Regions from separate parts of the Mus musculus genome. Here region 2 is linked to region 1. A link is a contact called in public HiChIP or PLAC-seq data. All regions are on one chromosome and are shown on one strand. The core of a region is the stretch at or near the end of the contact, and the rest is flanking DNA. Distances in the headings are between cores, read along the strand shown. Region 1 has its middle 70 kb from the start of Gm33210. Region 2 overlaps Gm1715 (predicted gene 1715).

Evidence for each region. HiChIP or PLAC-seq counts read pairs in DNA pulled down with a chosen protein or histone mark.
Region 2: a contact with region 1 is called in a CTCF HiChIP or PLAC-seq map of the NIH/3T3 cell line, with 14 read pairs. The contact joins two enhancer-like sites. A contact is called at or near these places in 1 of 15 datasets of contacts at CTCF or cohesin (the NIH/3T3 cell line) and 1 of 9 other capture datasets (embryonic stem cells).

What each region holds. Positions count from the first base shown.
Region 1 is chr9:52,501,645-52,507,871 of GRCm38.p6, forward strand. No RefSeq gene overlaps it. Among named protein-coding and RNA genes, the nearest start is that of Gm33210, 70 kb to the right of the region's middle. Within about 2 kb of position 4,912, at least 3 of the 459 cell types and tissues checked have an H3K27ac peak or open chromatin away from gene starts, as enhancers often do. A contact at or near this core is called in the NIH/3T3 cell line, where this site is marked.
Region 2 is chr9:52,696,259-52,702,583 of GRCm38.p6, forward strand. The region is part of intron 1 of Gm1715 (predicted gene 1715); the gene reads left to right. Among named protein-coding and RNA genes, the nearest start is that of Gm1715, 20 kb to the left of the region's middle. Within about 2 kb of position 1,398, at least 2 of the 459 cell types and tissues checked have an H3K27ac peak or open chromatin away from gene starts, as enhancers often do. A contact at or near this core is called in the NIH/3T3 cell line, where this site is marked.

The sequences.
Region 1 (6,227 bases), core at 3,662-6,161:
CTCTGTAAGAACAAGTGCCTTAACCGCAAACCATCTCTCTAGCCTCAAGTTTACATTTCTTAACTGTGAAAAATGCCAGAGCTGTAGATACTAGACATTTGCTATCATTTTTGGATCATGACTTTACAAGGTTATAGTTTAATAGACTTTCCCCCTCAAAGCTCTATTCCATGAAGCAAATAGCAGGGCTTAGATGTGCTTCATAGTAGAAAACCTGCCTGCTGGTGTAACAAAATGTGCTGATTCTTCCTTACTGATATTATTCTTTCTAAGGAACACTCAATCTTCAAAGCAAAGCAATGGACTACACACACACACACACACACACACACACACACACACACACACACACACATGTATGTGTATATATATATATATATATATATATATATATATATATATATATAATGTGTATATATGTGTATATGTGTATGCATATCTATGTAATATATATTTCAGTAAATGCATATGTATATGAAAGCATTCAATTTTCATTTTCACTAAGCTTCAGTGTTTTTTAAAAAAATCATTAACTAATTCCCTTGATTACTTCCTGAGGTTTTGGAGGAAGCTGCTTTCCTAGCTTACAGGTAGAGAGTTCACCTAGCATACATGAGGCCCTGAGTTCCATTCTCACTACCGATAGATAGATAGATAGATAGATAGATAGATAGATAGATAGATAGATAGATAGATGATAGATAGATAGATAGATGATAGATAGATAGATAGATAGATAGATAGATGATAGATAGATGATAGATAGATAGATAGATAGATAGATAGATAGATAGATAGATAGATAGATAGATAGATAGATAGACTGGATAGATAGATAGATAGACTGACATACATACTGACATACATACTGACATACAGACATAAAGCCATTCAGACAGATGAATAGATTGATAAACATGTGCATACATAAATAAATCTCCAAAGCTGAGGCTGGACACTAGAATAGCAGATCAGAATCTCTGGAAGCGAGACTCGGATGTGTTTCTTAGGCTGCCATGATAACCATAGGTTCAGTAACTTCACACAGCAGATATACTTTTCTCTCTCTGGTTCTAACTCCTAGAACTCTGAAATCACAGTGGTCAGGAGATCCCTGCTCTCTGCAAAGGCCCTGGTGGATGGCTTGCCTTTGCTTCTCCCTAGCTCTGGTAGCTAGGGAAGTCTTCATTCTTCCAGCTTCTGTGCTGTCAGTCTGTCTGCTCCAAACCTCCCCTTCCTTTTTCTCATTAAAAACACAGTTAGATTAAAGATCTACCCTAATGCAATATGGCCTTGTCACTCATTTGGCCCCATCATCAATGAACTTATCTCCAATTATACCACACTCACAAGTGGGGTGTGAGCATACTTTTGAAGGGTGGGGAGTGATACAATATAGCCCAGTATATAAGGCAGGGATAACCGAGTGCTTAGGTGGTTCTATAGCACAGCAGCTAAAGCAGAGAACCACACCATTCAGAACAGTGTTTCTCAAATTGGCTGTGCTTAGGAATCACTTGAGGATCTAGATAAAATGTGCTGTGATATGATAATGTTGAAGTGAGCCTGGGACCCAGCATTTAACACATATTCTAGAGACACCAGCGCTATCGAGGCAGCAAAGCAGAAGGTACCGTTTAGCAAGGCAGGATTCCAACCCCAGAAGTGTGCCACCATCAGCTCATCTAGCTATATACTTGACAGCTAGTTGCATACAATATGCACACATCCTTCTCATAATAGAATACCTACCAACCTATTAGGAACCTAGAACCTCACCTACTCTAGACTGCACATACAACAGCTTTAAACAATATAAATAAGTTACTCCCATTAGTAGCCCCTTGACATTGCCAGTTTCTGTTTGAACACATCTTGTAATGCATTTGGGAACTATGAACAATGGGCTAAGACTGCCTTTTATACTGGACTGTATTTCCAAGTTGAATTTGAGAAGCAGTATTTCCTGATTAGCAGTTGTGCTATAGAACCACCGAAGGATTCAGTTATCGCTGCCTTATAGACTGGACTATACTGTGTCACCCCTTGTCCTTCAAAAGAATTAAGGAATATTCCTTATTTATCATCTTATTTCTATGTATAATCAGGCAAACAAAAACATGATTAAAATAATATACATTATGGGAAGGGACATTGTAGTCTTAGATTTTTTAAGGCCTACTTTAATTGTGGTTCTTTAATGCTTCAACCTCCTCCCACCATCCACCAGAAGTAGGGGGAAAAAAGGATAATAGGAAACAGGGGTTGTGGGCCTGTTTAGAAATGGCTCTTTCGGGGTAGTTTTAATCTTCATAGTTAGCAGTTCAGTCCACTAGCAAAACGCCAAACAAGAATAAGCAGTGGCAGTCTAGTTCACTTGGCAAACACCAAACATGAATAGTAAGTAGCAGTGGCTTGATCCAGAAGAAACCACAAGGCTCTGCTGATTGGCACGAGTCCAAGGAAGCAGCAAGAAGCATCTGGAATACCACCAGAAGTTTTTTGGTGTGTTTCTCTGTAGAAAGTCATGACAAGCGAAAACCAGAAAAGAAAGCAAGGCAAACCAATGCAAGAGTGTCTTCCGGGAAGACCAGCATCAACAAAGCCCAAGGAAGACCAGCAAAGAGTTGCAAAGCAAACCAATGCAAAAGCACTGTCCACTGTCTGTTGGGTTACACTTATACCCCTATACACTAAACCTCACATGTCTTCTCAGACATCTGCTCCAGCAAGATATCACATGACCTTTCACCAGGCAGCCTCCAGAAAAACACCACGTTTTTTCTCAGGAAAACATCGTCTCCCATGTCTCCTGCAGCAAAACATCTCACATGACTGTTTCAGCAAAACATCCTCTCTTAAGACAGTTTCCAGAAAAACATCACATGACACAACTGAGTCTCCAACGAACCCCCAAATCCCCACTTCAGAACATACATTGCAAGCAAGGTCTATGCAACTCAAGCCAGGCGGTCAAACTAGAGAACCTTCCAAGCTACAGCTTTCATAAGCAAGCTCTTCCACTTGAACCCCAATAAAAGGAGGTTTTAAGCAGTAATTTGGGCCTTTGAGTAGGTCTTGATCATGCACCCCACCTAAATCTATACTATTGCTTTGCTCTGGATAAGTTATCTTTGCTACCTTTGTAATCTGCGTACACTCTCATTTCATTCTTGAATAAGATGTCACAACCTGGAAACAGCCACCCCAGATCCCACCCACCCATAATGCCATGTCTGAACCTTAAAAGCTTTGTGGGATGATTTGTGGATCCACCACTGGATGTCCCTTTGACCCGGGAGCCAGAATCTGTTTCTAGGAAAGGGACAGGATTCATTTATCCTTCTAACCCTCACAGCCATACCTCGCGTCCTCCATCCACCCTCACCTTCCCACAGGAGTGTGTGTAATAGGCAACGTCTTTATCAGTCCTGCAACTTGCCATCTAATTTTTAACAGAACTTTTATCCTCGGGCTAAAATAAAATCTAAAACGCATTTAAACAGAACAAAATGCAGTCTTACTAGAGCTACAAATTGATAAGAACAAACCCTGCTGGGATTTGTTTCTCAGGGCCTTCTAAAATAACTTGAAACTTCTCTAGCTGGGATTAAAAATAACGAAGAGGCGTACTGGCTGGGCACAACAAAGACAAAATAAAATAACATTTTGACAGATACGTTTTTTCCCCCTTCCTGTTGGATCACAGATGCCATTTCTTTTATTTGACTCCTTTCTGGAATTTAATCAGAAACCATCTTGTGGATTTATTTAAACAACTTTTGCCAATTAAGGAGAAAGGTAGACTTTGCAAAAGTCTTAGAGGATGCCTGGCATGTTGTGTTTATTTTTTTTTAAGTTAAGCTGAAATATGGTTTAGCAAAATAAAGAGCAAAGAGTTTTTCCCTTAATCTTTATTTAGAAAAATGTCGAATTTAAAGAATGCCACATTCACTTCAGCTACAATCACCAAGCATTAATGGTTTTTTTTTTTTGCCTCTGTTCTCCATTTGTAGTTTTGACAAGCCATTTGAATACTACACACAACATGGTTCTTCCCATGTGAATAGTTGAATCAATTGTAAGGACGTTCTCCTAACTAATCCCAACACCATGATCACATCTATGTTATCTAGTGTAAATAATACTGTCCATCTCTCAGTTTTCTTAATGGTTGAGGCTCTTCTTCCTTCCAATTGCTTTTTTGATCAGGATCAAACCAGGACTTATTAATTGCATCAGGCTATCATGTTCTTACTTTACTCTTTTTAACTTTATTTTTTAAATTTAATATTATGTGTTTGTCTGCCTGCATGTATGTGCATGCACCACCTCATGTATGTGCATGCATCATATGCATATCTAGTGGCTGAGGATGTCAGGTCCTCTGCAACTGGAATTCCAGATGGTTGTGAGCCACCATGTGGGTGGGTGTTGGGGATCAAACTCAGGCCCTGTGTAAGAGTAAACAAGGATTCTAAACTTATGAGTCCTATCTCCAGCCTGCCCTCTTTATTTATTTCCTTATCTGAGTCATGAATATACAATTGCAAGATGATACTCGGAGTCCAGCTGGATTCAATGCATTTGTACCAATTACTTTAATACTAAGCAGATGCTTTTGACTCAATATTATTGGCAATTTCAGAGTGTAGACATGGTGGTTTTAGCATTCCTTCTGCTAGGTTATAAATGAGCTAGCATTCTTTTGTAAAGATCTTCCACCCAGACTTTTCTCTTATGTTTTATATTGTCACTAGAATCCAATGACTCTTTTAATGTTCTGATCTATTACAATCATTTTTCATTTTAGTGTTTATCTTATCTCTAATTTGGCCTGTGTGAGCCAGCTCTTGCTCCTCTCATATGTCTCCTAATCTTTGAAGTATGTCTTTTCCCGTTGTTATAACAACACAGGCCTTGGATGTTTGTCCATTCAAGACCTAGGATGGGAATCAGGAAGTCTAGAGTAGAGTATGGTACTGAGCAGCAAAGACCCGGCTGCTTCCCATGTTCTCACTTAAGGCCTTTAAATTGACAGAGCATAAGAAATGTAGCTGAAATTTTGACATTTACAATTCTTATCTTTAATTGGTATTCTTCCCTCACTCCTTTATGTTTTCCTTCTCTGACGGTAAGAATCCCAACTCTCCAATCATTAAAATATTTAATCATTTGTTCCGTTTCATGGTGTATACACAATGATGCCAGAATCCCTGAATCAAGACTGTACTCATATCATTCTAATGCCTTTTGTGCTTGCTTCATTTTAATTGAAGTAATTGTGGATTTACTTTCAGTTACAGCAAAGTATTAGGCCCATTGACCTCTTGGCTCAGACTGGAAACCTCTTGAAAACCAGTGTTATGCATTATCCAGGATCTCAACAGCCTACCAGTTCCATGACATGTACCCAGGTTGACTGTGTACATGGCAAATGTAGTCTATGAGTTGAACCCTATGTAGTATTCTACTCTGACCTAGTCCATGTCCCAAGGTCCCTCCAATGGCCCTTATAGACCTCCCCTCCCCTTTAGCCTATATCTCTCTTCCTGGGCAAGGCATAGTAGTGAGACTCTACTATGTCTCTCCTCAGAACTTTTTAATGACTTTTGTGTTAACTAACATAAGAACTCAGGCTCTTAACATTGCTAAACAAACATTATACCATCATGCTGTATTCCCCCACATCCCACTTCTCACACTTTGCCATTCCATAAACGTATAGAAGTAGGGTCACACAGTATCCCTTCTGAACCTGATTCTTCCCCCCTCTCTCTCTCTCTCTCTCTCTCTCTCTCTCTCTATATATATATATATATATATATATATATATATATATATATATATATTCCTCAAAACCCAGAAAGCCTCAGTGTAGGCATAGCATTTCTTTCTGCGCTGAGAGGCTTCAGGACTGTAGGAACCATTGCCTAACCACAAGTGATCCGGCACCTCCTTGGTATCCTTTCTGAATTTAGAATGTACCCTTCTAGTGGTGTACAGACTTAATGTAATGATCTTTGAAGTTTTGCTATAAACCCGACATAAAGTTCACCTGCTTTGCTTGCATGTAACATTTTAATTTGTGATCTAAGTATGTTTTGACTAACCTTTTGGGAAAATTTTTGTTATGACATTGAAAAGTTAAAATTGTGGGAAAAATGTACTCAGAGAAATTAAATCTCATTATTAACTCTTTACTTCCTTGCCATGCATCTCTTACA
Region 2 (6,325 bases), core at 148-2,647, 190 kb after region 1:
CATATACTGGTAGTAATTGGATGAATCTACACAAATCTTTCTCCACCTAGCTCCAAATCTAGGACAGTACAGTTAGAGCAAGGATGGGAATCCCAAACTTCAAATGTTCCTGGGTATATGAGAGATAGATGAAGTGTGTGATGTATATTGAAAACAGCTAACTGGTGAGTGTATCCCAGGGCTAATTATAAAAAGGATGAAACTATAGTCATGAGCTGAGTGGGGCTAATCCTCCATTTTGCTAATTTAGATCAGTATGGTGGGTCTGAAACAAGAAAATTCATAGGTGGACTCTAGCTCAGTCACTGATAATTCTGAAAACTTGGATGAATCATGTAAACTCTTTGAGCCTTGGTTCTGATTATAAAGTTGTTTCTAATTACAAGGGGGTAGTATCAGCCCTGGCCAAGAAAAGAGTCAGCCTTGGCCTGTCTTTGATGCTAAAGGGGCAGAAGATGCTATGTGGAAGAGGAGAGTCTATAGCATGCTCAAAGCTAATGGAGGAATAAAATAGGAAACATGGGTTACATTTTTTCTAATACTACTTGATACCAATTACTGGAAAAAAATTCTCTCAAGTAGATTTCTGATCATAATTTATAGAGAAAACAAACCAAATATCAAAAAGGATATATACTCCAATTAACATTCTAAATCATTGTTAGGGGATCACAGGCTATACTATGTCGAGATTGTGTCAATTTATAAAGATCTTTATAGTCTAATACTTTTATCCTTGAGAATTTGATCAGAAAATCCGAAGAGACTGAATGTGTGCTTTTTTTTTTTTTCAATAAGACAATGAAGCAAACTCAGAATTGCTAGGGTATTATACTTCACACAAACACATCTTGCTCTCAGATTTACACTTTTCAACAAAGGCACTGAAACTTAATGTGCTGCTAATTCATTATTTAAATCAGGTATTATGCCAACAGGGCTGATTTGTTTTTCATAGCATTAACACAATTCAAAATTATCTGCACATCTGTCATTCTTTATTAACAACAAAAAGTTACCATTAAATTCACCACATCTAGAAATTAACTCATTGGAAACAAAACCAACCAACAAGGACTTAAGAGTCTTAATGTCCTTCCCAGCCTCTCAGCAAGGTACCACTTCACAGGACCAGGCAGGTTGCCACCCTCAGCTTCAGCAACGGGAGAAAAAAAGGGGAAAGGGGGAAACATTGAGGGAATGAGAGGGAGTGGTTGGGGAAAGGAGAAGAGGAGGGATGCTATGGATCTGTTGTGGATCTGAGAAGTATCGATCCTGCATTAGGAGCTTGGCCCCAGCTGATGGCTCTATGAAAAGGCAATTGGATGATGAGGGCACTGACTGCATCAGTGAATTAATCCATTAATGGATTCATAGCAGAGTTAGGTGATTCATAGCTGATTCACAGTTTGTTAGGTGATGGCCCCAACTGGAGGAAATTATCACTGAAGACTTCTCACTGAAGGTTGTACTGTGGCCTGGAAGTCTAGCTACAATTATTATCGTGGAGAGGGGTGGCAGAGGAATGAATGGAATCACCCCTTAGAACAAGTTAGAGCATCAGATATTGGGGAGCAGGGTACATTTGGAAGAGTTTTTTTGTGTATAGATTCCTGGCCATGCAAAGGACAGACCAAACTGGCCAGTATAGAGTTCTGGAAAGTTACTGTGAGCCACTAGGTACAATCTCTGAGAAGTTCTGCAGTCTTTCCAAAGTGAGTATAGGTCATACAAATAAGGGCAACCCATGTTGATCAGAGTTCAGTCTGGCCATAGGGCAACTGGAACTATTTGGTGTCAGGTTATAGAAAATAAACAAACAAAATTCCTAAAGAGTTCCTAGCAAAGAAAATTGAATGGTAGTAATTCCAAAGCTGTTTGTGGAAGATACTGCCTAAAACTTATTCATACAAAAGCCTTCTATAAGAAACATCCCTTTCCAATCGGGGCAATCTTATAAAAATTCCACAGGATGGCTCATGGTCAGTTGTACAACCTCCCTGGCTGAGTCTAATACTGAGTCAGAGAGGCCGATTTTAACGCAAAATAAGACCAAACTTCCAAATAAATAGTTCAGAATAAGTAATGGATTTGGGTGAGTTTTGAAATTGAACTCTATTAACTCCTAGATCAAGGTTACAGTCCGATGATTTTAAACCCAAGTAGTGACCTTACAGGGCCTAAGTAATGTTAGAGACCTAAGCTGTGGTGAGAACGTAATGCCTAAAGAACTATGAGACTAAATTTCTCTCAGAACAGAAGCCTTCAAGATCAAGGTGGCTTAGGTGCCTGGAAGTGGCTTTTCGAAGACCAGGAAGCAAATGAAGAACAAAGGTACCACTTGAGGGAGAAGATACTGCATGTTCAGATGTCATCAAGGAATTAGGTACCCTGAGCTCAGTCCTCATTCTCTAACACAAAATAAGAGTCGTGCTCAACCCACCAGTATCTGTGATGGCTACAGTTATGTTTTAAGTTTAAAATGCTGTGCTTAAGAGGTCTAGAAAAATAATGCCTCTAATCTGTAAGTCCCACTTGCCCAAGGGCAAATAACTCCCTAGAATGCTGGCAACTATTGCTCATGTAAGATAACAAGCCATGTGTTTTCACTCCCGTAAAGCACACAATGTGCTTGATCACACGGAGGTGGGAGGTACATAGGCAGGAAGCATGCATGAATTTGGAAGTAGCTAAGTAATTGCAAATGGCATATATGAATCTAATCAGATTTACACTGCTTGAGCATGACCTCTATTGCTGGAAGTCAGGATGTATTTTTGCCCTGGATTGGACAAAAGTGGGAAGTATGTAGCCTGTAGGTTTTGCCTTTATAAGCACTGGACTAACATAATTCAGGGCCATCTTTTCTGCAAATCCCAAGTATTGACTGGTCCAGTGTCTATCATCTTGCCTGGCAGTTAATAAAGCTTGCTTAAAATTTAGCTCCAAAAATGGGGTAGTGCTCTTATTCTTTCCTGGTGGAATTGACATATCCTGTCCTCAATTAAACAAACCCATAATGGTAGGACCAGAGGATATAAATCACAAGGGTGGGGTGTGGAATCAGGGTGTGTGTGATACTCAAGAATGAGCAGACACCACAGTAAACGATGAAGCGTGCTGGACCTAGGACCAGTCTTCCTGGACATTGGCTTCCAGGATAGATCTCCATTGCCTGCCCCAACTGTAAGTGGCATCCCATCAGCACCAGAGATAAAGACACTGCTGAAGGTCACTACCACTAAGTAATTGCAAAGACACATGCAAATCTGATCACATTTACACTGACTGACCATACCATCTCTCAGGCATTGCTTGAACCAATGCACAAAAGCCTAACACAACCTCACTGAAGAGTTTCAGTATTAAGCAGCAAGTCTGCATGCCCTGTCATTCCAGGTCTCTACATCCCTTTGACCTGATACCATGACACATACGCAGTATGGTCTTAGGTAACACCAGGGTGCTACAGACAAATTACAAGCTTGGGATCTGACAGACCTGGGTCTGCAATATGTCTCTGCTCCCAAGTGTGCAGTTATGGGCATGTATGTTTCTAACTCGGACAGACAACCTCTGATTGTCCATGTGCAAAACAAAACCATTGTAACACCCTGGAAATCCTGTGAATTGGGTTCAGAGAGGAGGCAAAGATCAAACTAAAGAAGCTTCCAGGAGGAGATGGGGAGAGGCTTATCATTTCTACCTCCTTCCCTGTGTCTCCTCAGACTGCACTGTGCCCTTCAAGAAGCCAGATGCTCTCTCCACTAGGGTGTGACACTTTTAAAAATAGCATACATCTTCAGTGATGGCTATGTGATCTATATAAAATAAGGCACCTTCTGCCAAGTAAATAAATAGAGGAACGCATGTGCTCGTTCTATTCCAATTTAATCTGTCTGAGAGCCTGGAAGTCTCCATGAGGTAAGTACAGTTTCCACTCTGTCCTTGGTGCAGTGTCCCATTGAATTCGTCTCAGTTCCTCCTGCTGACGTCATGCTGATGCCTCCCTAATAGGTTGAAAGTTGTGGAGGACAAAGATTAGTGCAATCAAATAACCACTAAATTCTTATTATTTACTTCGGATGTTCTGGGTAACTTACTATTCTGTCTAATAAGGAACCAGCACTGATGCCTGCATTACCTATTTTCAGAGAATCAAGTTCATCAAAACACACTGCCAGTGTGGGACACAATGAGATGTGATGTGAGGTGAGATGAGGTGAGGTGACGTGGGAGCTGCCTTGGAAACTGTTAGGAACCTCAACAGGGCCACCACCAGTGTCAGCGCCTGTCCCAAGCCAAGCTGTGCCCTCATATGCCCTGGCAATGTGCTCTTTCGTGTTTGTTTATTCCCCCTTTCACTAAGATTTGGGAAAAACAGAACATTTGTTCTAGCTTTTCCTCTAGGGTATTTTACACATAAACAATGCTCAGTAGGTTACGCATGAATGTGTCCATCCAGGTCAGACTTTCAAGTGCTCTGTCTTCACATGGGTAGATCTGCTATTCTGGAATCCATGATATCCAGAGATCTTATTGTTTTTCTTCTGTTATTTTAAGGCAAATGGGTATGCACTGCCAAGTGTTTAGAAAGTGCACCCAAGAAGAAAGGAGCAGTGCCTACTGGTAACACTTTGAGAGGTTATTCTGGGCATAAGGAAAAAAACATACTACAAAAATAGACTCATGATCTCTAAAGTCCAGTGGGAGCTACTGTTTGATCTTTGGACAGTATATCACAATCATCTTTTTATGTTAATATTTTTCTTCCACACAGATTTAAGTGACTACAAAGAGGTCAAGGTATCAGACACCCTACTTTATTCTGAAATTAAGTAACACTCATGGGGGGTGTGCTGCATTTTATAACTAAATATTCACTTTCTCCAAGTCTGTTTCTGTGGGATTAATTATTGAGAATTAATTGAAGGACTAAGGTAATTTATTTAAAGAAAATATCTTAAGTACTGTCACACTGTCCTCAAAAGATTGAAATCAAAATACACTGCTGTTCATGGGTTTATTCCCAGGAAGCTTGCTAAATCCTTGGCTTCTGGGGCTGTGCCATAGTCATCTGTATATTCAACACCTGTTTTGGAATGTTAAGTCACTAAGCAGATGAGCGGCCTGAGAAGCATTCGATTGCTTAAGTGCTTAAGTTTAACTCAAGTTAGTAATATCTTCCCAAGGTTTAGAGTTGTCTGCCAAAATGAGACTTTTTGGTTAATATGTTCTCTGACATTCTGTGATTCCATAGCTCTCTCCTGAAAATCAATAGCCAAAGTGTTCTAGAGGTATTGCCTCTATATGCTTTACAATGGATAACCACACTGATTAAAGGTACAGGCCTATCACATATAATTAGGATGCTACAGAAATACATGAAGGTATGCCCAGTGTTCTGTGAGAATTAGGTTAGATGGTGCAATGAGAAGTTCCAGAGCCATTGCTTTTTAATAGCTGAGTAGTTCTTCATCGTGTAAATGTACCACATTTTCTGTATCCATTCCTCTGTTGAGGGACATTTGGGTTTCTTTTTTTTTAATTGAATATTTTCTTTATTTACATTTCAAATGTTATCCCCTTTCCCGGTTTCCCTCCCTCCTGGAAACACCCTATCACATCCTCCCTCTCCCCTCTTCTATGAGGGTGTTCCTCCAACCACCTACTCTCATCTCCATGCCCTTGATTTCCCTACACTGGGGCATCTATCAAGCCTTCATAGGACCAAGGATCTCTCCTTCCATTGATGCATGACAAGGCCATCCTCTGCTACATATGCAGCTGGAGCCATGTGTACTCCTTTGTTGGTGGTTCAGTTCCTGGGAGTTCTGGGGGGTCTGTTTGGTTGATGTTGTTGTTCTTCCTATGGGGTTGCAAACCCCTTCAACTCCTTCAGCCCCTTCTCTAACTCCTCTATTAGGGACCCCGTGCTCAGTCCAATGGTTGGCTGCAAGCATCTGCCTCTGTATTTGTAAGGCTCTGGAAGGGCCTCTTAGGAGACAGCTATATCGCACTCCTGTCAGCATGCACTTCTTGGCATCCACAGTAGTGTCTGGGTTTTGGTGACTGTGTATGGGATAAATCCCCAGGTGGGACAGTCTCTGGGTGGCCTTTCCTTTAATCTCTGCTCTACACTTTATCTCCATATTTGCTCCTGTGAGTATTTTGTTCTCCTTCTAAGAAGGACCGAAGCACCCATACTTTGATCTTTCTTCTTATTGAGCTTCATGTGGTCAGTGAATTGTATCCTGATTATTTGGAGCTTTTGGGCTAGTATCCACTTATCAGTGAGTACATACCATGTGTTTTCTTAGGCAAA